2 separate regions of the Bombyx mori genome follow, and region 1 is linked to region 2. A link is a contact called in public Hi-C data. All regions are on one chromosome and are shown on one strand. The core of a region is the stretch at or near the end of the contact, and the rest is flanking DNA. Distances in the headings are between cores, read along the strand shown.

Region 1 (5,065 bases), core at 2,549-5,048, 38 kb before region 2:
AGAGGCTATCTTAACGTAACCCTAACGTGCCGGTCATCGTTCTCGTCGAACCCGTCGCTTGCGACGAAGGGCTCGGCGAGTAAACCCGAGTAACCCATAGATACAGCCCACTGAGTTTCTCGCCGAATCTTCTCCGTGGGTCGCGTTTCTGATTTGGTGGTAGATTCTGCGAAGTGGTTATATTGTTCTTAGACGAGTGTGCGGTTCACTTAGTTTTAAATGGTCTAAATAGTCCATAGAGCACATCGTGAATGACGCCGTAAACCTTGAGGAATAAGAGTCCCTAATTGTTGCCTCTTGTTTGGACCAGACAAGATGGATTCTCTCGCTCATCAAGGCTTGCACCATGTCCTGCAACCATTACAACACAGGATCCTTGCACAGATATTACGTAGACACTACGATTCTTTATTCAACCGATAATGGAAAAGCGCGGAAAACATAAAGGAAATTATAACACACATGTCAAACACACATGAGTAATGTTCTATATTAATATAGTTGTGTCCACAAAGACGCGAGGTTCTTTCGTTTCTTTTGTTAAAAGACGCGCGACCTTCGAATAAGTGAATCATAGCGTTCAATTAACAGTTTTGTTTGTTACGAATTAATTTCACTTGTGTTTCTGCCGGACTGCGGGCGGGTAGTATAATAACGAGACTTGTAAAACAAACTCGCAACACTCTTCTAACGTTAAGTAGTCACTGACGCTTTTGTGTACTAATTTTGATTTGATAAACGGGCTCTTGGCTCATATGATCTTAAGTGATAACCCAAAATAATATTGAAAATGCCGCCACCCTCCTTCAGACATGAGATCTAAGTCCCAGTTGTAGAGAAGTTTAAATCGGCACAGGCACAGTGCTTGTGTACCTGCCCGCGAGAGCTTACAAAGCACGTGTAATTGCGTTTCTCTGTAAAACACATTATTTATTTATAGTTAATTTTTTATAGAAAATGAACAAGTCTTTACTTTATGTCATTTATGTTCTAGAAAATATAGAATTATCTGTACTAAGATATAAATCTACAGTGGTTTTTACGGATGTTCCGTTATAACTACTGAACCGTGCATCCGATTGACTTGAAACTTGGTATCCATGTAGAAAATACATGTACTTAATGGATAGGTAAATATTTATTTGAGTGTTGGACTCCCTACACCACTTGCGGGGGCGTTAATGATGAGAATCTTTGTGGGGGTGAGAAATAAGAATGTTAATTTTAAATGCCCAGCGAAGCGGACAGGCACAGCTGGTCATCTATATATCGAGTCTCTTGTTCACAATAATAAGAACCTACTTTAATATTTTGTCAGTGTCATTACCGTCAATTGACATTTGAAGTTTTAGCAACATCATAAAAAAGAAAAACTTTAAGCGTTCGCAGTATAGGAGTTTTCTTTCAAAGGTATTGGAAACTGAACCCAATTTAAAACACCTTAAAAGTTGTAGTCGTGCCAACGATTTTTGTAGTGGAACCTTTAACGGTGGTCGTCATAGAACCGAAGACATTTGACAGATGCCTGAATGGTACTAGTGATATTTTCACGATAAGTTTTCCTATAAACAAATTCGGATGACATTCGGAGCGTCGTTCTACTGAGCAATATTGTCCGCTCCGTGGAAGATCTTCTCTTTGTCAATACCTCCAAATACTTATTACGTGTCGGGATCACGATAATGTGTTGCGAAATTCTTGGAATGACGTCATCATTATAAAACAACATTGGCAGACGACTTCATTTACCACACGAATTTATTCCTGACAGATTCTTAACATTCAATAATATTTTAAGGTCATTGAAAAGTAAGCCCTGAGAATACTTTAAGCTACAAACCAACATCCACGCGTACGCTGAGTTAGGATGATCTCCTGTTAAAGACGGACCTCACTCAGATTGAAGATACGACCAACTGTGAATCTGAACCTCGTGCAACAATAGCTAACCATTTAATTTTACTAATAACGAAGCGAGCAAATATATACCAAATTAAAAGAAAATGCGGTCTATTATACATCTATATAGTTATACAAACTTCTCCGGATTGTCCCTTGTTAATAAAACCATTTTTTTTTTATACTAATCTAAATATTTATAAAATAAATAGTTCTAAAAATGATATAATATCTTGCTATGATCCAATTAATGTACATGTAAGTTAGTAATGTTTATAAAAATGTTCAAGGGCATAGCTCCATGTTAAAATTAGATTAAGTAGTGTAATTGTTTAGCGTTTATTGTGAGTCGAATTTCTTTCATCTATACTAATGTATAAATCTACAGTGGTTTTTACGGATGTTCCGTTATAACTACTGAACCATGCATGAAACTGACTTGAAATTTGGTATCCATGTAGAAAATATTATACATGTACTTAATGGATAGGCTAATATTTATAATATATCAGTGTTGGACCAGTTGCGGGAGCGTTAATGATGAGAATCTTTGTGGGGGTGAGAAATAATAATGTTAATTTTAAATGCCCAGCGAAGCGGACGGGTGCAGCTAGTAACCTTATAAGTTAGATTAGTTATCGTTATCATATTATTTTGTCCTATAGTTGTAAGGAACATTGTGTGCTTAGCATATTTATTTTGATTGGTCGTGCGCACACACATGGCTTATGTTACAAACCAGATCTTATTTACTTGTTGTGTCATTACTTGTTGTAAGCTAAAGAAAGCTTGCAATGTGTGTTGTGTGCCTAATAAAAAAATGCTTTTGCCTATTACCTGTGCATTGATTTCTTTTATTAATTATAGAGTATTAATTACATCCAGCTTTGGAATGAGTTCCACAGTGCTTCCTTTTTCTTTTTTTTTTCTACCTATGCTGATAACATTGAGAGGCTATTTCAGGTTGCCCTTGACGTATAGGTGAGCACAAGGTTCAAACCGGAGACCCAATGAGAAGATCCGGCGAGAAACTCAGTGGGCTGTGTCTATGGGTTAATTTACTCGTCGAGCCCTTCGTCGCAAACGACGGGTTCGGTGAGGACGGTGACCGGGTGTTTCCTGCGCGCTATGACATGTCCTTCTTCATACGAGGCTTGTGGAGAGTATTGAGCGGTAGGCAGCGACTTGGCTCTGCCCGTGTCATTGCTGACGTCCATGAGCGAAAGTAACCACTTACCATCAGGTGGGCCGTATGCTAGTCTGCCTGCTCGAGCAACTATCACACATCAAAAGTATTTTGGGAGTGTTACGAAATAAAAGTAAAATATTAAGATATCTTGAGCAACATAATAATATCGACAAGCACGGATCTGTCTCACAGCCTTACCTATTTCTGCCACAAAGCAATCAATCGTTCTTACTTAAACAATACTAAAGTTAATCCCAGATGCGCCATTAATTCAGCTGTGTTAATTACTCCTGTGTTCTATCTTTGTAACAAATACGTTCAATGTTAAGCTACGTGTTGCCACGCCGAGAATGTACAACGACTTGTTGATACAGAAATCTAGACCGAAATCCCTTCCACATTGGAGCAGCCACCACCTAAAACCAGTTCGTACTGATTTGATCAACCTAGTTTCCTTATCATAATTTTCGCAAATCGCTCGCATTAACGATTGACGCGCCGATAGCAATTGCTCGCTTACCGTCCACGAAATAAGACCCATTTACGTTCGCAGCGCATCGGCGTTTAGTATTCTTCGTCATTTAAGATTAGTTTATTCAAATAATGTGTAGTTTCAGTTGATAAATTCGGTATGGAGGACGTTTGGCTTTTATATGAATGTAGGTATTATATGTGGCGATTGGATGTTTATCGTTGGACCGTTTTTCGGAGATACAGTTTGTTTGTTTTATAGTCGAGCGAACGGAATCGTGGTCTTGGCATTAATTAAGTACTGTGTGCTTAGTGCAAGTTTTAGCCCAGTGAGTTTCTCGCCGGATCGTCTCAGTGGGTCGCGTTTTCGATCCGGTGGTAGATTCTGCGAAGCACTGCTCTTTGCTAGGGCCAGTATTAGCAACACCTCCGGTTTGAGCCCCGAAAGCTCACCTACACTGTTGGTTTAGTGGTACCGTGTGCGTAGTGTGAGTATTTTAACGTTCTCGATAGCGTAAAAGTTAACTAAAATTTGTATGCAGTTGGAACAGCGCCCCTGGCGACTAACGTAGGCAAACGTAGGCAACCGATCCCATTCCATACAAATCTGAGTAAACTTTTACGCTATCGAGAACGTTAAAAAACTCGCACTAAGCACACTCGGATATATAAACGATATGAAGAACGCTGCAGCTAAGCTAATACTGCATAAAATATTGCTTCGTTTCTAACATGAGGATCTTCTAGCGAGCCGATCTTTAAATCTATGTTTGTTACGGCTGTTTCAAACGTATCATTGTACATTCAGTCAAAATATTACGTACCTAGATGATTTGTTTATGGTTCCAAATTTAATTCTTAGTTTTTTTTTGTTGTTGTTGTCGTTAGATTGGCACATCTGTTTTCCATTTTGGCGCGGAGTATGAGTTTCATCTGTTATTTAGATTAAATACAGTGCCGTTTTTAATTATATTTATATCTAGTGCGTAATACGAATTTCATAATGGACAAAAAGATATAGTACAACAAAGAGTCTGTGATAAATTTTGTATCGGTAATGGAACTTCGAGAAACGAATTCAATTCCGGAGAAAGCCGTGAAAAAATATTCTGATGATTGAATTATTTCTTGGCATTTATATATTGTTTCAGAAGGAGCGTATTTTGAAGGTGACAAAATAAATTCGGATGAAAAACTAACAATTTGTGTATTATCAATATTTTCCCGGGACTTTCTTTAGGGACTAGTATATAGAGTGTATTGGAAACATCGACAGAACGTGTATAGTAGAGCTGGTATTGCGAAACTCGAGATTAACTACAATGATATTTGAATATTGCATTCAATTACCAATAGAGCTTATTGTCTGCCTGCCGTTATGTTATTGCTGGAGTCCATAGACATCACGATTAGGTTTAAGTCACAATTATATTGTATAAATGTCTGTCAAAACTCGAAGGCAAGACCCATAGATACAGCCAACTAAGTTTCTCGCAGGATCTTCTC
Region 2 (5,042 bases), core at 363-2,862:
GAGGCGTTCCCGCCGCTCACTGCGCCCTCTACGCCTTTATTACTACATCTGCATGCGTGTTCTCTCGTTCATATAAAGTATATTTCTTTTTCATCATAAAATTTTATACATTACAAAAGTAGTATCACAAACAAATGTACGATTTTATTAATGGCCAGACCTGACGCCGCTCGGACTCATTACGTCCCTGCCTACGCTGGTCGAATACAAAAAAAAAACGTACACATTTCCGGACCGAATCGATCGCCCCGAACAAATACAGTTACGATACGTGAAAATACAAAACTCTACGCAACTCCAGAATAGAATCAAACTCGAAACAAACAAAAAAAAAATAATACCTAAGACTAAACCTATCAGGGTTATCAGTATCACACGCGCGGCGGCGACTGAGATCATAGGGAGCGCACCGGCGCCGCCGCGCCACTCACGCGGACAACCATCGCGATTCACAATCATTCAAACATCCAATAATAAAATACAAACAATGATCATAGAACGAAGGTAAGTGCGGAGGGCGCGCGGGTGGGGGGCGGGCGACAGAGGGGTGAGGGGAGATCGACGCTCGCCGCCGCACGCCGCCGCGCCGCGCGCCGCCGACGGCCCGACCAGCACGAACATCGACACTTTATCGATAAGTAAAGTGTATTTCGCATCACTACGGGAGGCGGCGGCGACGCGCTCTTCCGCGCTTACACTACCACTATACATTACATATCACGCTGTGCTTTTGATTTTCTCTTATTAAAAATATATAATAATTAATATACATATTATTATTATAATAATATTGATATTTGTCAAATTAACGATACGTAGATATCGATCGAGGAGGGCAGTCAGTCGGCTCGCGCCCAGCCATCACTCCGCCTGGCTCCTGAACAATTTCTTCTTCTCTATCGTGAACTGGGGGCTGATGATGATGGTGCCGCCTCGCGTTAAATTTCTGCAAAGAGAAAGCTCGTTAGTACAACTCGTAGCGGGCTCGCGTCTACAAACGTCTACACGGTGATTGAGTGTAAAAGAAGACTCACTTTAAGAATTGCGGCAACAGACTCGTCCAGTTCGTGGGGTCGTGTTCAAGGTGTAGATGTATTTCGTGCGTGGTCAACGTATTCGGGTCTATTTTGAAGGCTGCTAGTCTTCGTCCCGCGACGTCGATGATGACGGCTGCGCCCCGGGACCCACAGGGCTCTCCCTCCGCTAGCGCGAGGGTCTGCCGCGACGCCCTCGCGAGCAGCTCCGCCGGCACTAAGACCTCCGCGGTGGCGAGCTCGCTGGCTCCTTTGGCCGCTCGTAGTTCTCTCTCGAGCCTCTGGGCCAGCGCCGCTTCCGTCGGCACCGGCGCCGGCGCTTCCCGCCATGTCGGCCCGCTCCACGCTACAACAATACAAAAAAATTCATTTTTATTTCCAATTTCAAAATGGTATTTAAAAAAAAAATATCCAATTAGAATAATTTATATTTTACAAAAGATACTTGTATACAATTAGAATTAAAGTGAAATGACGCAAGAAAAGGGAAACGTAAATAATATATGGATCGTCTCTCGAAGGGCGCAGCGTAACAGCTGATGTAGATCAGCTGGACGTGACGTCAGCCGGCTCCTCGCCTCAGGGCCCGCGGCCGCCGGTGGAGTGGCTGGCGGTGCGCGCGCCGCATGGCAACAGCTGACGCCCGGTTAGAAAGCCGGCTTCCTCTCGCAACACTCGATAGAAAGTCGAGACTCACCTTTTTCGCTGTTGAATCCCACATTAAATTGATTGGTGACCGGCAGGATCTCCATGTTTTCCAAATTTTTACTTATATTGTACACTTTTAGATACGAAAAAATTTAAACTGTTCCGATGAATACCGGAACTTATACTAGAAAAATATCACAAGTCTCTTTTGTACTGCTAATTCGCACTGAACGACCGGTTTTCGGACCGGCGACTAGTTATCGTCAAGAGATCGATGGGAATATGAAAATGTCCTAAGCTCACGACCGCATCAGATCTGATCTCGTAACCACAGGGCTTCGTCACTCGCCCTAGGCTCACTGTATGACCCACCCAACCCTGTCGCTCTTTCTGACGGACTGATAGAAACGGGAAGCACAGGCAATTTATATAGAGAGTCGAGGCCGGGGGTGCGGGGAGTCGCTCCGCAACCGGCACCGACCTCCCCGCAGGCCAGTTGCGCCCGGCCGTGTTGTGAGAAGGACGTGTCTGTGTCGTCTCACGAAAGAAAGCCGGCCGGCTTTTCTTTGTTCGAACGCGTACGGGCTCTGAGACCCAGTGATATATTTTTCTAAAGTGTTTCGTTAATGACATTTGTTTTTTTTTCCTTTGTTACCGATAGGAAACATTAGAATAAAAATATTGTAACATCTTTTATAGATAATTTATGTATATTTATTTATCAGGCGTCAAGTCGACTAGTCTGGACGTAAAGATAAGAACACTAAGCGATAAAACATACATATTTATGTTTGTCTAAGGATTTCCGTGATATCGTTCATTGTTTTATTGTATGTGTATAGGTAAGTAAGACAAATAAAAACGTTATAAGTTTTAACTGAATTAAGATATAGTCCATAATTTAATTTGTTAAATACTATCCTCGACTAGCGGTCATAAACTGCAAAATCTTGATAACATAGAAATAAAAGTTTTATAAGTAGTGTATTTTTTAAATAACTAGAAGACGTATGACTGTTTTGACATCATTTTAGTACTCCATTAAATAAACTTTGTGAAAAACAAGTTGAAAATAGTCTGAAGATACACATATCATTTTTGTTTTTTTTTCTGTTTTAAGACGATAAGTACACAACATATTAGCAACACTTGTTACATTAATGATAACTGTATTGTTGGATTTTAATTTTTATTTCTTATCTTCATTCTTGAATTCAAAAAAACTAAACAAATTAATAATATGTCACACCATATTGCGCTTAGAATAAAGTATAAAGTTTTATTGAAATATATTGTAAAATAACTAACTTTACCTACACCATAAAACATTCAAAAATATTTTTAATATCGAAAGAGAATCACTATAACGTCTTAGAACGAACTGTAAATACGAAAGAAAGTTCTAGTGAATTTTCACCTAACTTTGGGGAGTAGGCAATTCTTCTCGAATATTGCATCAGTCAAACGGATATTTACATTTGAATAAATAAACTTCCACTGAAATTATTCGTTTCATTATATGCTGATTGGTGGTACCTAAGAGAGCATCGTGATGTTCTTGAAAGACAAGGAAGGACTTGAAATCTGAAGGACGATGTCATTGTCAGAGTGCTGTAACATTTTTTTTAAGGGATTTTATGACCTGGTAACTAAGATCTTTAGGTCATAATGCCGTAACACCGAAATCGTCACAGATTATTTACATATAGTGTGACACCTAAATATAGATTTCGATTTTCGATTCCAATTTTACGTTATCTGTCGCTAGTTAAATTAACATTGCTTTGTCTAAAAATTCATTCACATTACAACACAATTGAAAAAAAAATCTATTCATTACATACTAGTTTTAATTGTAAATAAACTATAGCAATCCGTCAAACGTTGTACAGTCTGAAAAAATAGACAAAAATCGTTAACCTAATTCGTAGTGTTGCCAAAAATGAAACACATAAATTTATCAACGAAAATCCACAAAATCGACTACTGTGTACTTAAAGTTTTATGTTACCTAACCGATCAGCGATCAGTTAACCAATTTCTAACTGGCAATAACCGTAGAACCACAAAGAAAAAAATGTGTAGTTGAAAAAAAAAAAAAACAGTTGCTACGGAACGCCGGCCGGCGTAGTGGCCTTGAGCGGTAAAGTGACTCATAGAACCGAAACGAATCGAAAAACACTGCCGCTAAACATTGAAAAACAATAAAGTTAACTGTCTAAGTAATATTTCTTGTTTGCGACCGACGGCCGCTACTCATTTTGAGACACAAATTGATTGAAATAAATGCATTCAAACCGTGATGGCATCGCAGCCGGCATGAACAGTACAGTATCACGAGCCGGTGTGGGCTCGCCTGCACGCAAACCAGTGCCAGTATCGAATTTAAAAACTCATTTTTTGTAATAATCATCAGCTCGAAAAATTCCTTGTATCCGATGACAGCGAACGGAGTTTCTTGAAGACTTATATAGCTCGCGAAGCCAATTTTCATCAGACGAATTCACATAGTAACATGAACTGTGTGACGTGTAGAAAATTGGAATCTTGCTACTTATAAACTGAAAAATATCTATAGTGCCTTACAGGTTTTGGATCACCTTTTAATAGGCATTACGGGTGAGCATTAAGAGTGTTCGCCATCTCTTTCGTAATTAATTTCCTCTATTCCTGCTCCTAATGTTTTGTCTTGAATACGGCTTCTCTTCGAGATGCGAAATAGCAGTGGTGCCATCATGTTTTGGTACTCGTAAACTTCCTAAACTCATCTGCCTATTTTTTCTAATTAATCTATATATTATTTTAATACATTTCTAAGAGAAAAGTCACGAAAAAATCACAGATATTTTTTTCAAGATGTTTACTTAAAAATTATTTAGAGCCCTCTGACAAAGCTGTTTAGATACATACTTAAGTACAACATAAATCTTGTAATACAAACATGTTTTTATAACTCTTTATCTAATCGAGATAACGTGTTTACACAATAACAATCTTTATTGGTTTTATGTCTTCGCCAAATATAAAATGACGGATCAGCGTTTTAAAAACAATCGTGTCATCTATCTATGTTTAAGGACTTCTTAATACAAATGCTTGGTTAGTGGTTTTTTATGACTCCATGCAACTGGAGCTTCGTAGGTAAGGCACGATATGTAGGTCGACCCTGGAGAAGTATGAATGTTCACAATGAACCGAAAGTATTTTGTAATGTGAAGATTAACTTCTGGTTTAACTATATGAAATGATGCCGGGTTGGTATTCTTTGTGAGGTAAAATTAGGATTGTTCTTTTACAATAAAAATGACATTTCAACTTCCGTGTGGGCTTATGGGTTGCCATTACCGACCTGCCCTTTTC

Evidence for each region. A called contact is a pair of places that touch in the nucleus more often than the background predicts.
Region 1: a contact with region 2 is called in a Hi-C map of middle silk gland, with 2.3 times the contacts expected there. The contact joins two enhancer-like sites. A contact is called at or near these places in 4 of 7 Hi-C or Micro-C datasets (middle silk gland, posterior silk gland and whole pupa).

What each region holds. Positions count from the first base shown.
Region 1 is chr3:879,589-884,653 of ASM3026992v2, reverse strand. No RefSeq gene overlaps it. Among protein-coding and RNA genes, the nearest start is that of LOC101739441, 48 kb to the right of the region's middle. Within about 2 kb of position 3,798, at least 4 of the 8 cell types and tissues checked have open chromatin away from gene starts, as enhancers often do.
Region 2 is chr3:839,306-844,347 of ASM3026992v2, reverse strand. It overlaps LOC101739441 (protein charybde), which reads right to left. Exons shown (of 3, transcript XM_004923883.5): 1 at 1,732-5,042; 2 at 1,035-1,380; 3 at 1-946. The coding sequence starts at 1,786. The coding sequence ends at 862. Among protein-coding and RNA genes, the nearest start is that of LOC101739441, 7.5 kb to the right of the region's middle. Within about 2 kb of position 1,612, at least 8 of the 8 cell types and tissues checked have open chromatin away from gene starts, as enhancers often do.